2 separate regions of the Triticum aestivum genome follow, and region 1 is linked to region 2. Evidence: chromatin contacts called from public Hi-C data. All regions are on one chromosome and are shown on one strand. Each heading gives the region's core, a stretch centred on a gene start, on an enhancer-like site or on the middle of the called end of the contact. The rest is flanking DNA. Distances are from core to core; before and after follow the strand shown.

Region 1 (5,395 bases), core at 1,721-4,220, 480 kb before region 2:
CCATCGATCAACGAAAACAGACTATTCATTCTTGCAATTCTCTTTTAACAGCATGCATGCCATCCAGAGCTGATCCGAATGCTTCGGTACGTAGTACCTGACAAGGTGGGTCACGACCTTTGTAATTGGGCCAGGGTGACGCGGCCCAGTACAGGGGACTGTTCTGGGCCGTGAAAATCGATAAAGAAAAGAGAGTCCGGCACGGATTGAGGAGGGAATCCATCCGGTCCCGGCACGTACCGGCCCAAACGGGAACGAGTTCTTCTTGGACAGCAAGTCCGGCAACCCCCTCCGGTGGGGGCCATAATAAGAGCGAACGCAAGCCGAAGCCAACCAAACCCAAACCACAATCCTTCCGATCCCCAACCTTCCTCGGCGATCGCCTCCGTCGCTTCCGACCTCCGGTGCCTCCCGCCGCTTCCGCCGAGCTCGATTCGTTCCCCTCCTCCGCGCGTCCTAGGTAAATATCCGGATCCTCCCTCCCCGGCCTCCTCCTCCTCCTTAGTCGTGGTCGATTTCGAGCTCTTTGGAGGTACCGGGGGCTTGGGGGTCCAAACAATCGACGACCTGGCTAATCTGCTTGCTTTTTTTAAGCTCAAATCGGTGTAGGGTTGGTCCTACTCTTGAATCTAGTTCGTCAGCTGTGCGATATTGGAATTAGTGCGAGGATTGGCTTGTTTACATTGCCACGATTGTGGATTTGTTGCTTTGCCTGTTTTCAAGGTTCGTTAATGTTTGTGTAACTGAGCTTGGTTCGTTAATGCTGCTCCAGTCGTGGCCTGAGGGTGCCAGAAGAAAGCTTGCCCTGCCAATTGATGTTGTTTGTTCTAGTAGTTTTGTTGATTTTGCCGTTTAGGGCTACAAGTGCAGATTAATATTTCAATTGCAGATTACCTTCATAGGTTGGAGTTTGGTTAACTGAGCTGCTTGATTGTTTGGTTGGTTTACTAGTTATGTATCTCGTTAGAATTAGTTTCAGATTGATCTGTATGTATCAACACAGTATGTTTTCCTGTTATCCAGTTTAGTTAATGTTTGATTAATCTGATTTGATCATCATCTGTACAAAAATCTAAAAAATAATACTAAAGCCGCGTCAATTAACATGGATCGAGGGAGTACTATAATCAATCCCTGACATTTGTTGTTAGTATTTCTGTGGATTGTGCTATTTTTCAGTGCGGATTAACTTTGTAGGTTGGAGTTTGATTAGCCATTGTTCAACCAACTATTCTAGCTTGGATGCTTGGCTGGTATGGTAGGCGCTGTAATCTAGCGCTGTGCTGGTGTTGCAACTGGTGTCCATGAGTATTTAGTATTTACAAATCTGGTTATATTTAGTTTTAAGGATTGATCTTTATGCATCTGTGTGATTGTAGTTTTTCTTGTTATGAAGTAAAATGATGTTTATTTAGTACATAAATGATTTGATCAGCCGATGTACATATATAGTAGATAACTACTTTTATTGTGGCTTCAAGGTGTTGCAAGTATGCTTTTCCTTCGAATGCTACCTGTGACTCTGAGAATGTGAGCATGCTGATATCATTGGGAATCAAGGTTTTAGAATCTAGTATTTTCCTTGTTAGATAATTCCATGGTAGGATCGTAGGATCATTGTAATTATGTCCATTTGACTAGGGATATGCGTTCTGGTTTGGTTTTAGTTTGATTGGCAGACTGGATAGCTATTTGACGAACAGTTTGCTGCATATTGTGAATGTTGTGCGCATCGGGTAGTAGGGCAGAGCTTATAATTTTTTTTCTTGTGATGGGAGTCATGTTTGCTGGTGGCACTTGTTCTTTTTAGTTCACCTCTTCTGAGATGCTTGGTTTTTCATTCAGCTGGCTGATGTTTTAGGGTATTTAGGTCACAGAACAGGTGGCAAGTATGGCCCTCTGTTTTGTCCATGGTTTTTCATACTTTACGCTAACTTTAATTCATATATGATCTATATATGCTTGCTCTTGACTTTGAAATTATCAGTTTGGTCCATGCTCAAATTGAGCTCATGCCTAAGTTGTTTATCCTTTATACACATGTGTATATGTTAGAACCTTGCTATATAAAAACTAAATGTCGCAACTGTGGAAGTTTGCCATTGCTGCTTGTTGAATTTACTTGTTTGTTTGACTACCTTTTTGAAATTAGGTAGATGACATTCGCTGCTCGGTGCCTTCATGTGTTGCATAGATGAACCTATCTCATATTGCTAAGCTGACAGCGCCCTCTTGTTCCTGTTTTGCAGACTAGCTCCAATGGGCTTCATCCAGAGCACCTTCTCGCTGCTGGTCGGCGCCGCGGGCGGCATCTACATCGCCCAGAACTACGACGTTCCCAACATCAAGAACTACATGCAGGGCCTGATGGGAAAGGCCAAGGAGCTGGACCATGCCTACAAGAAGCCCGAGGACGGCAGCAAGAGCAAGGCTTAGTCAACCCGCTCCCCCCACCGCATCCATGAGAGCATGACCGACCGTTTAGCATGCTAATTGTTATCACTATCACTTAGTACTTAGTAGGTTCACTATATATGATTTGAGGGATGACTCTGTCCACTCCGTTTTAAGACTCTGTCCTGGGGATGAAAAATAGCTGATGATGGCGGCACGTTTGTGAATGAATTAATCGATGGAATGACCTGTTAGACTGCATGATTCGTGATGATTGTTCATTTGTGGAGCCATTTTCCGTTTGACTTGCATCCTGATGATTGTTCGTTTGGTCCATTAGTCTATGCCAAGGTTAAGTTTTGCGCCAATGATTTCCTGTGAGCGCGTCAGCTCAGATTCTCCCGCACTTTTGCTGCTGAGTTTTTGTTTTAGATTCTTTCGTCTTGGCTTGGGTTGCATCTGGCATGGCATGGCATAGTCTGCATTCACTGAGCGGTGGGTCCCACCTTCCGCCAAGGTGCCCCCTCGCCCTCCACCACGTAGCACCCACCCAAGCGCCACGCCGCAAAGCAGAGCAGGGCCTGCCTCTCCCATTCAGCGCCTTTCTCGCTTGCTCCCTCCCCCCACTTGCCCACCGAGCTCCTCAAAGCTCAAGAAGCAACCCACCCTCGCCGGAGCAGCACACGCACGGCGGCCATGGCGACGGCGGCGTCGCTCCTCCTGGCGCAGGAGGTGGACCCGTGGGCGCCGGGGTTCTGGCGGGACTTCGCGATCGGCATGCTCAAGCCGCTGGCGGCCACGGTGGTGGTGGCCATGGCGGTGGCGCTGAGCTTCACGCAGCGACTGGGCGTGGAGGCGGAGATGCTCTACGCCATCGCGCGCTCCTTCCTGCAGCTCTCGGTCATCGGCTTCGTGCTCCACTTCATCTTCACCCAGAGCAGCGCGCTCTGGATCCTGCTCGCATACCTCTTCATGGTCACCGTCGCCGGCTACACCGCGGGGCGCCGCGCCCGGCAGGTCCCGCGCGGCGGGTACATCGCCGGCGTGTCCATCCTCGCCGGCACGGCCGTCACCATGTTCCTGCTCGTGGTGCTCAGCGTGTTCCCCTTCACGCCCCGCTACATCATCCCCGTCGCCGGCATGATGGTCGGCAACGCCATGACCGTCACCGGCGTCACCATGAAGAAGCTCCACGAGGACGTCAAGACGCAGCGGAGCCTCGTAAGTCAATAACAATCTCGGTCTTCGTCTTCCGTTCCGGCACCGCCGCGCGCGCACCAAGATCATTTTTTCTTGAAACAAAACAAAAATGCTACCCTGTTTATGTTGTTTGTTCACTCATTTCAGTCTGTATGTAGTTCAAATTGACATATATAAAACATTTTATATTTGTGAAGAGACGAAGTAGTTAACTTTGTGTAGGTCTTTGCACCGTCAATAACTTCGTGTAGGTCTTTGCACCGTCAATAACTTTGTTAGTATGATTGAAGTATAATATCGTTCATGCCATTCTGCATTAGCTAAAGGCGTGTGCACTCTTTTTCCATTCAGTTTATAAAATACATGATCATGGTCTCCACGACTACGCAACCTTTTCTTCCGAAATTTTAAACAAATTCAGCAAGAAACTAGTAGTACAAAATTCTGAACTTGGTATTTTCATCACAAATTCAGAGAATCGACTCCAGGTGACGCTTCATTTTTCTGACCGTTTCATCGCAGGTGGAGACTGCGCTGGCGCTGGGGGCGACGCCGCGGCAGGCGACGGTGCAGCAGGTGCGCCGGTCGCTGGTGATCGCGCTGTCGCCGGTGATCGACAACGCCAAGACGGTGGGGCTGATCGCGCTGCCGGGGGCCATGACGGGGCTCATCATGGGCGGCGCGTCGCCGCTGGAGGCCATCCAGCTGCAGATCGTGGTGATGAACATGCTCATGGGCGCCTCCACCGTCAGCAGCATCCTCTCCACCTACCTCTGCTGGCCGGCATTCTTCACCAAGGCCTTCCAGATCGACGACTCCGTCTTCGCCGACTAGCCCATGACCGGACAAGCAGCTGCTCTGTTTTCTGTGTGATGATGACAATGACAAATAATTTTGTTTTTCTGCACCTCAAAGTCGTTTGGGCTGAGTCCGCATGTTTTCATGCTGAATTTCGTCCGTCAATTCTGGGCTTGTGCCATTTTTTAACTTTGGCGACATTTATGAAACGAATATATCATCATATCCTCCCGAAGCTATTCTGGAAATGGCCTGCACAATTTCCAGCGAGTCGCATTCGCCATTCGCACTAGGGAAATTGACAGTGCGTCTAGAGATCAGTACTACAGAGCAGCAATTTACAAAATGTTGCTTGCCCGCCCTTTTGGAGGAGCATCGAACAGTTGAAAATGGCAGCAAAATTGCCACATGTTTGGTCAGGAGCAACAATTTTGCCCCAGCGAAGCAAACACAACACCAATTCAGAGCACAACGACACATGACCAGCATCAGAACAGGGTAAGCATACCGCCACACAGAATTCAGGTACTTATTAGCAAGTCATATCTTGTCACAGACGCAGACTAGAGTGCCAAATCATAGAGGAAAGGATGGAAGCTCCACGAGATCGAGCAGCGACCACACACCACCCTGCTTAGATACATCTCAAAGGCTTTCCCTGACCAAACCAAGTTCTGGAAGCCTACACAAAGAGTTTAGGTAATTTTTTTTTGATTCATCAGCCATTGTGAAGCTACTAGCTAGCGCGCGCATTACTTCCACTTCTTGAACTTGCCGCCGCCGCCGAACATGCCGTGCTTCCCATGCTTGCCGTGCTTGAACTTGCCGTGCCCGTGCTTCCCGTGCTTGAACTTGCCGCCGTGGTGGCCGTACCCGCCGCCGTAGCCTCCATGGCCGCCCATCATGCCTCCCATCATGTGTCCACCTCCACCGTGGCTGCCGTGAGAGATCTTGTGTGCTCCGTAGGCGGCGGCGGCAGCTGCTGCGCCTCCAGCCAGCATGC
Region 2 (5,096 bases), core at 1,710-4,209:
GATTATATTTCACTTCTGTATTGTTATGTTCACCAGATGTACTGTTATCTGCATTTTCTGCTGTTCCATTATCTACTGATGCAGCTGCAAAGCTAGATTTACCGTCAAGCTCAAACTGCCACAAATTCTCTGAATCAACACTGATGATAGCTATCTCTGACTTACCAGACCAATCCAGGAATCCATCTATGTCAAGCTTTTGTGTATCGTTATCCATCTGATTATCTTCCTCTGGTTTTATTTTCTCACACTCACCAGATGGTTCGGTGTCAGCGGGTGGTGTTGCTTCATCAGTCATTGTGGGCGCATAATCAGCTTGGTGCTCAGTGAGAGGTGACTGCAACATATCGGTAGTATCATTGTCTGCATTTTCAGCTGTTTCCTTATTCACTGATGCAACTGCAAAGCTAGCATTTCTTTCAAACCCACAATCCCATAGATCCTCCAAATCATCTGTGCTGTCATGCCTTTCTGCCTTAATGTCATTGTAACAGTTAGACTGGTGAGAGTTATCACTGACTGTAGCTAGCTCCAACTTACTGGAACAATCAGGGAGTCCATATATGTCAGGCTTTCTTGTAGCTTTACCCATCTGAGGATCTTCTTCTGGTTTTATTTTCTCACACTCGCCAGGTGGTTCGGTGTCAGGGGCTGGTGTTGCTTCATCAGTCAGTGTCGGCACACAACCAGCTTGGTGCTCAGTAAGAGGTGACTGCAACATATCTGTAATAACATCTTCTGCTGTTTCCTTATTTACCGATGCAACTGCAAAGCTCGACTTTCTTTCAAGCCCGCAATCCCACAAATCCTCCAAATCATCTACACAGTATTGCCTTTCTTCCTTGATGTCATGGTGACAGTTATCACTGACCGTAGCTGGCTCCAACTTACCAGAATTATCAGGGACCCCATCTATGTCAGGCTTTGTTGTAGCTTTATCCATCTGAGGATCTTCTTCAGGTTCTGTTTTCTCGCACTTGCCAGATGATGCAGTGTCAGCGGATGGTGTCGCTTCATGAGTCAGCCTGGGAGCAGAACCACCTTGGTGCTCAACAGGAGGTGACTGCAACAAGTCTGTAATACAACAGAAACTACTTGCAGTTTCAGCGAAATTTGAATAGACTATGTTTTCTTCTGCATGGAAGGAGCTCTCAAGGTACTGCACTCTCATCAGCTCATCTTCTGCCTTCTCTAGCTTGTCATTCAGTTCACCTGAGCCACTGGTTACTGCTGCCTTCTGTCCCTCCAGTTCCTGCAGTGACATCTCCAGCTCTGTGTTTTCCAGACACAACCTATCTATCTTAGCAGTCTGTGATGAAACCATGAGTTCCAAGTCCACAACTTTATTGACTATGTCATCAATTTTCTCTGCAATCTCTGCCACGGAAATACAAGTGTCTTTCTGAAAGTATTCCTTGATCTTATCTACTATTGCTTCCATTCCAATTTTCTCCTGCTTCATATAGTACGCATCATCCATCTTAACGCTGGCATCATTTCTCACATTCTCGTGAAGAGAATTTCCTGAATCTGAAAGGAATTTACCATGCTCTTTCATGATATTCTTCAGTTTCTCTCTGGAAACACTGGCCCTTTCCAGCTCAACCATTGCTTGGCTGAACGATAACTTCTGCTGTTCCCGCAATCTGGCAATGGCTTCTTCACAAGATTTAAGGGCAGTCGCTGTCATCAAAGCTCTGGCCTCATCATCTTCGATCACCGCGCTTTCGTTGAACTCCTCCTGGAAGTAGCAGACTTCTTCATGCATGTCGTTGATTTGCTTTTCAAGATCCCAGTACTTTGCTATTCCACTCTCGTAAGAGCTCTTGATGAACTCTTTCTCAGTCTGCAGCACCAATATCTCTTTCTGCATCCTGCTGACCTCCTTCTGCGCATTCTCCTTGTTGTCCGGAGCTGCGCAATTCTTTCCTCCATCTTTCTGTCCTGGTTTCCTTCCTTTCTTCTTATTCATCAGCCCCTCGACCGTCGACTTGTGGATTTTACGAGGATCAACCGTCGTGAACGCCTTCGGGAGACTGTCATCGTCCTCTTCTAGCATAGAATACTGAACCTGGTCAGGGAAGGCAGTTGCAACCGTGTGGTTTGCTTTGTGTAGCTCTCCTGACATGTGGTCATAGCGTTCTGCAAGGGCTCTGTATGCCCGGTACGCTTCTTCCACGGAGCTGATCACCTCTGGTCGCCTCTTGTAATACATTTCTGCCCTCTTTGCGAAAGAATCTGCTTCCTCTCCGAGGAGTAAGAGGATGCACTTGACCCTGTCTTCCATATCTGCACATCAAAGGCAATCTCTCAATGTTCGACCCAATAAATGCAGCAAGTACAAACGGTTATGGAATTACATGGCACCGCACTTCAGTCCTATTTCATAACACGTGCTGGTAAAAAGATTTGATCAAAGTCAGTATCCAAGTCCATGCGCAGAATTGCTGAAATTTAATGTATAGGTAATTTTTCGGAGAGGATTTAATTGCATATATGCTAAATAGCAGCAGTATTTCTCTCTCTACGTGACCAAACGTCATCACATACCAAGATATATTTCTGCTGACCTGAGCCATACATCAGTTTCATGATGAAGTAAGTAGTCTATATATCGTTGCATAATCAATGGGTTTCTTGGCCATAATGGTGTTACAAACATTTTTTGCTGCAAGTGGATTCCATGACAGTGATGAAGCAACTGACCGTATGCCAAATGCCACTTTATATGACAACTATTGCAGGAAAGTTTTGACCAGGATGTGTGAAACAAGTAATGAAGTCCAGGCGGTATGCCTTTGGCGTGATGAAGGAGGCAGGGACGAACCTTGGAGATTGCTGTCGAGCCATTTGGACTGCCTGGTGCGGATGTGGCTCGCCCACCACCACGAGTAGGCGTTGCTCGCCGCGCGCTGCAGCATCCTCCGCGGCGCTTGTTCAGCTGCCGGTTAGCCAGCCCCTCCTCCTCCAAGATCGCTTCCCTGTTTCACCTCCTCTTCCTGTGGACAGACACAGGCCTGATCAGTGTGCAAGCATGAATATAATGGGACCCTGCTGATGATCATCACTGCTGTTGCAGGCAGGACAAGATCAAAGTGCAGGACTCAATTGAAAGGCCAACAATGTGCACACATTGGCTACATTTGCTGTGGGCTGTATGCCATTTTCGGAAGAAGGCGGCGTGGCGCGGCAATGGCGGAGAGGGGGAAGAAGAACAGAGACGGAGAGCAGGAATGCGATGCTAGCAATCTTCCTGCAGAGATGCCATTGTGCTTGATTGGAATTTGAGCGGAAGCGAGCAGTAGGTGGTAGTGGAAGAGAAGTGGTGGTGATGGCATGGTGCAGGGCTCGGGGAGGTCTAGTCTCTGAGATGTGGGCCCCGGCCTCCCGGGAGTGTGTGCTGTCCTGGGTCGCGGCCTGTGCTGCTGCTCGTGCTCGGCACGTCGGCGGGCATGTGCACGACGTTGGGCCAGAAGTAGCTCTGAGATGGGCCGTGGGCTCAACCTGTGCCTTTGCCTTTTTTTTGTGTGTGCATGTCTTTTCCTTTTTCCTTTTCTTTTGCAGAATTGGTGTCAGTAGCAAGTTAAAGCTGATGGAAACAGATAAGGTGTTGTTTTATTCTTATAAGAAATTTCTTATAGACAGCTGCTTCCTCACCTGCCTATGTTTGATATTTTATTATCTGCAATGGCCAAATTTATTTACATTCCAGACATGCCACAAAACAGAGTGTATTCACACACACACACACACACCAGCCCACTAGGCAGTCCGAAGAACACATTATTATTATTATTATTATTATTATTATTATTATTATTATTAAAACTCCATAATTCTGAAAGAAAAACAATAATAGAAACACTGGGAAGCAAATGAATGCTGCTCTCGTATCATTTGATACTTTACACCCAGCCAGGATGCAATTATGCAACAGTTAAAGGCCACATGGGTGCATGTGACAAAACCCACCCACCCAGCCCCATCATCAAATCACAGCTATTTTAGCTGTACCACCTCCAATATAAATATAAATACATCATTGTCATTTCTTTTCCACGCACCTGATTCGGTCGATGCCACCTTCCCAAGCAACCAAGATTAGGAGGGTCCAACCACACCCAAAAAGCAAGTAAATAAAAAGGTGCAAAAAATAAAGCCAAATCAGATCAACCCATCTCAACCGTTGAAAAAACAAACCATGGATGGGATGGCCAACATCTCAACAGACATGGTTAGAATGCCAGCAGCAGGCATGTGAATACTATGCTTTATGCCAACAGACATGATTAGAATAGCTAACAACAGATCATGCCAACAAGCATGATGTGGTTAGTTATAGTATTAGGGTTTATCACCCACTGGTAACATCACATCAGATCACATCACATTATAGTAGAGGTGCATCACATGATATGAGTGACATCAGCTTGCCATAAGGAGCTACACAGTTTTTAATCAGGAGGATTAGTAGGGGCTCTCCATCTGGTTACAAGCAAACGGCCACAAATCGTGTAGATAATAATAGCCACAGCCATAGGGCAAAGAACAGGAGGTCCAGCTTATAGAAAAAAAAAAGAAAGAGAAAAATGGAAACACCCACAAAGCTACTGCAATCACCGCAAAAGTACAGGCGTCGACAGTATAAAATTACACGTGGAAATTAAGCACACTACCTTGCTGTCATCAAACAAGAAGAAGAAGAAAAGAAAGATCAGAGTAATAATAAACACCAATAATAGTACATGTGTTTTTCTTCTGTTCACCTGCTACTACTTGCTGTTCTTCTTTTTCAGTAGGTTACCAAACTTCTTCAGCAGGGGCTTGTTCTTCTTCTGCGGTTTCGTTGTTGTTGTCGGGGACATTGCGACTTTGCTGGTCACCTCTGCTGATGCTGCTGTTCCGTTTGCGTGTTCGGTGCTGCTGTCCTCCTTGGAGGACAGGTCGTCTTTCGACGATTCGGTTTCTTGTTTCACATCTGCCTGCAGCTGCTTCTCGACAACTTTGTCGCTCTCGTGTATCGTGGTGAAATCACCTTTTGCTTCCTGCTGTTCGACCTTGCTGTCGTGTTTCTCTTCCCCTTGGTTCATGTCGCC

The links. Hi-C and Micro-C count contacts between places; a contact is called where the count stands out from the background.
Region 1: a Hi-C map of leaf shows a contact between it and region 2, with 4 times the contacts expected there. The contact joins the promoter of LOC123188288 here to the promoter of LOC123188246 in region 2.

Annotation. Positions count from the first base shown.
Region 1 is chr1A:35,554,247-35,559,641 of IWGSC CS RefSeq v2.1, reverse strand. It overlaps LOC123188288 (UPF0014 membrane protein STAR2), which reads left to right and starts at 2,970. Exons shown (of 2, transcript XM_044600339.1): 1 at 2,970-3,615; 2 at 4,117-4,617. The coding sequence starts at 3,091. The coding sequence ends at 4,428. It overlaps LOC123188296 (glycine-rich protein A3), which reads right to left. Exons shown (of 3, transcript XM_044600347.1): 3 at 4,898-5,395. The coding sequence ends at 5,145.
Region 2 is chr1A:35,075,496-35,080,591 of IWGSC CS RefSeq v2.1, reverse strand. LOC123188246 (protein NETWORKED 2A-like) reads right to left here and starts at 2,959. Exons shown (of 3, transcript XM_044600285.1): 1 at 2,828-2,959; 2 at 1-2,289. The coding sequence starts at 2,921. It overlaps LOC123188254 (a long non-coding RNA gene), which reads left to right. Exons shown (of 4, transcript XR_006494457.1): 3 at 2,745-2,947; 4 at 3,080-3,640. It overlaps LOC123188248 (WEB family protein At5g16730, chloroplastic), which reads right to left. Exons shown (of 3, transcript XM_044600291.1): 3 at 4,490-5,096. The coding sequence ends at 4,773.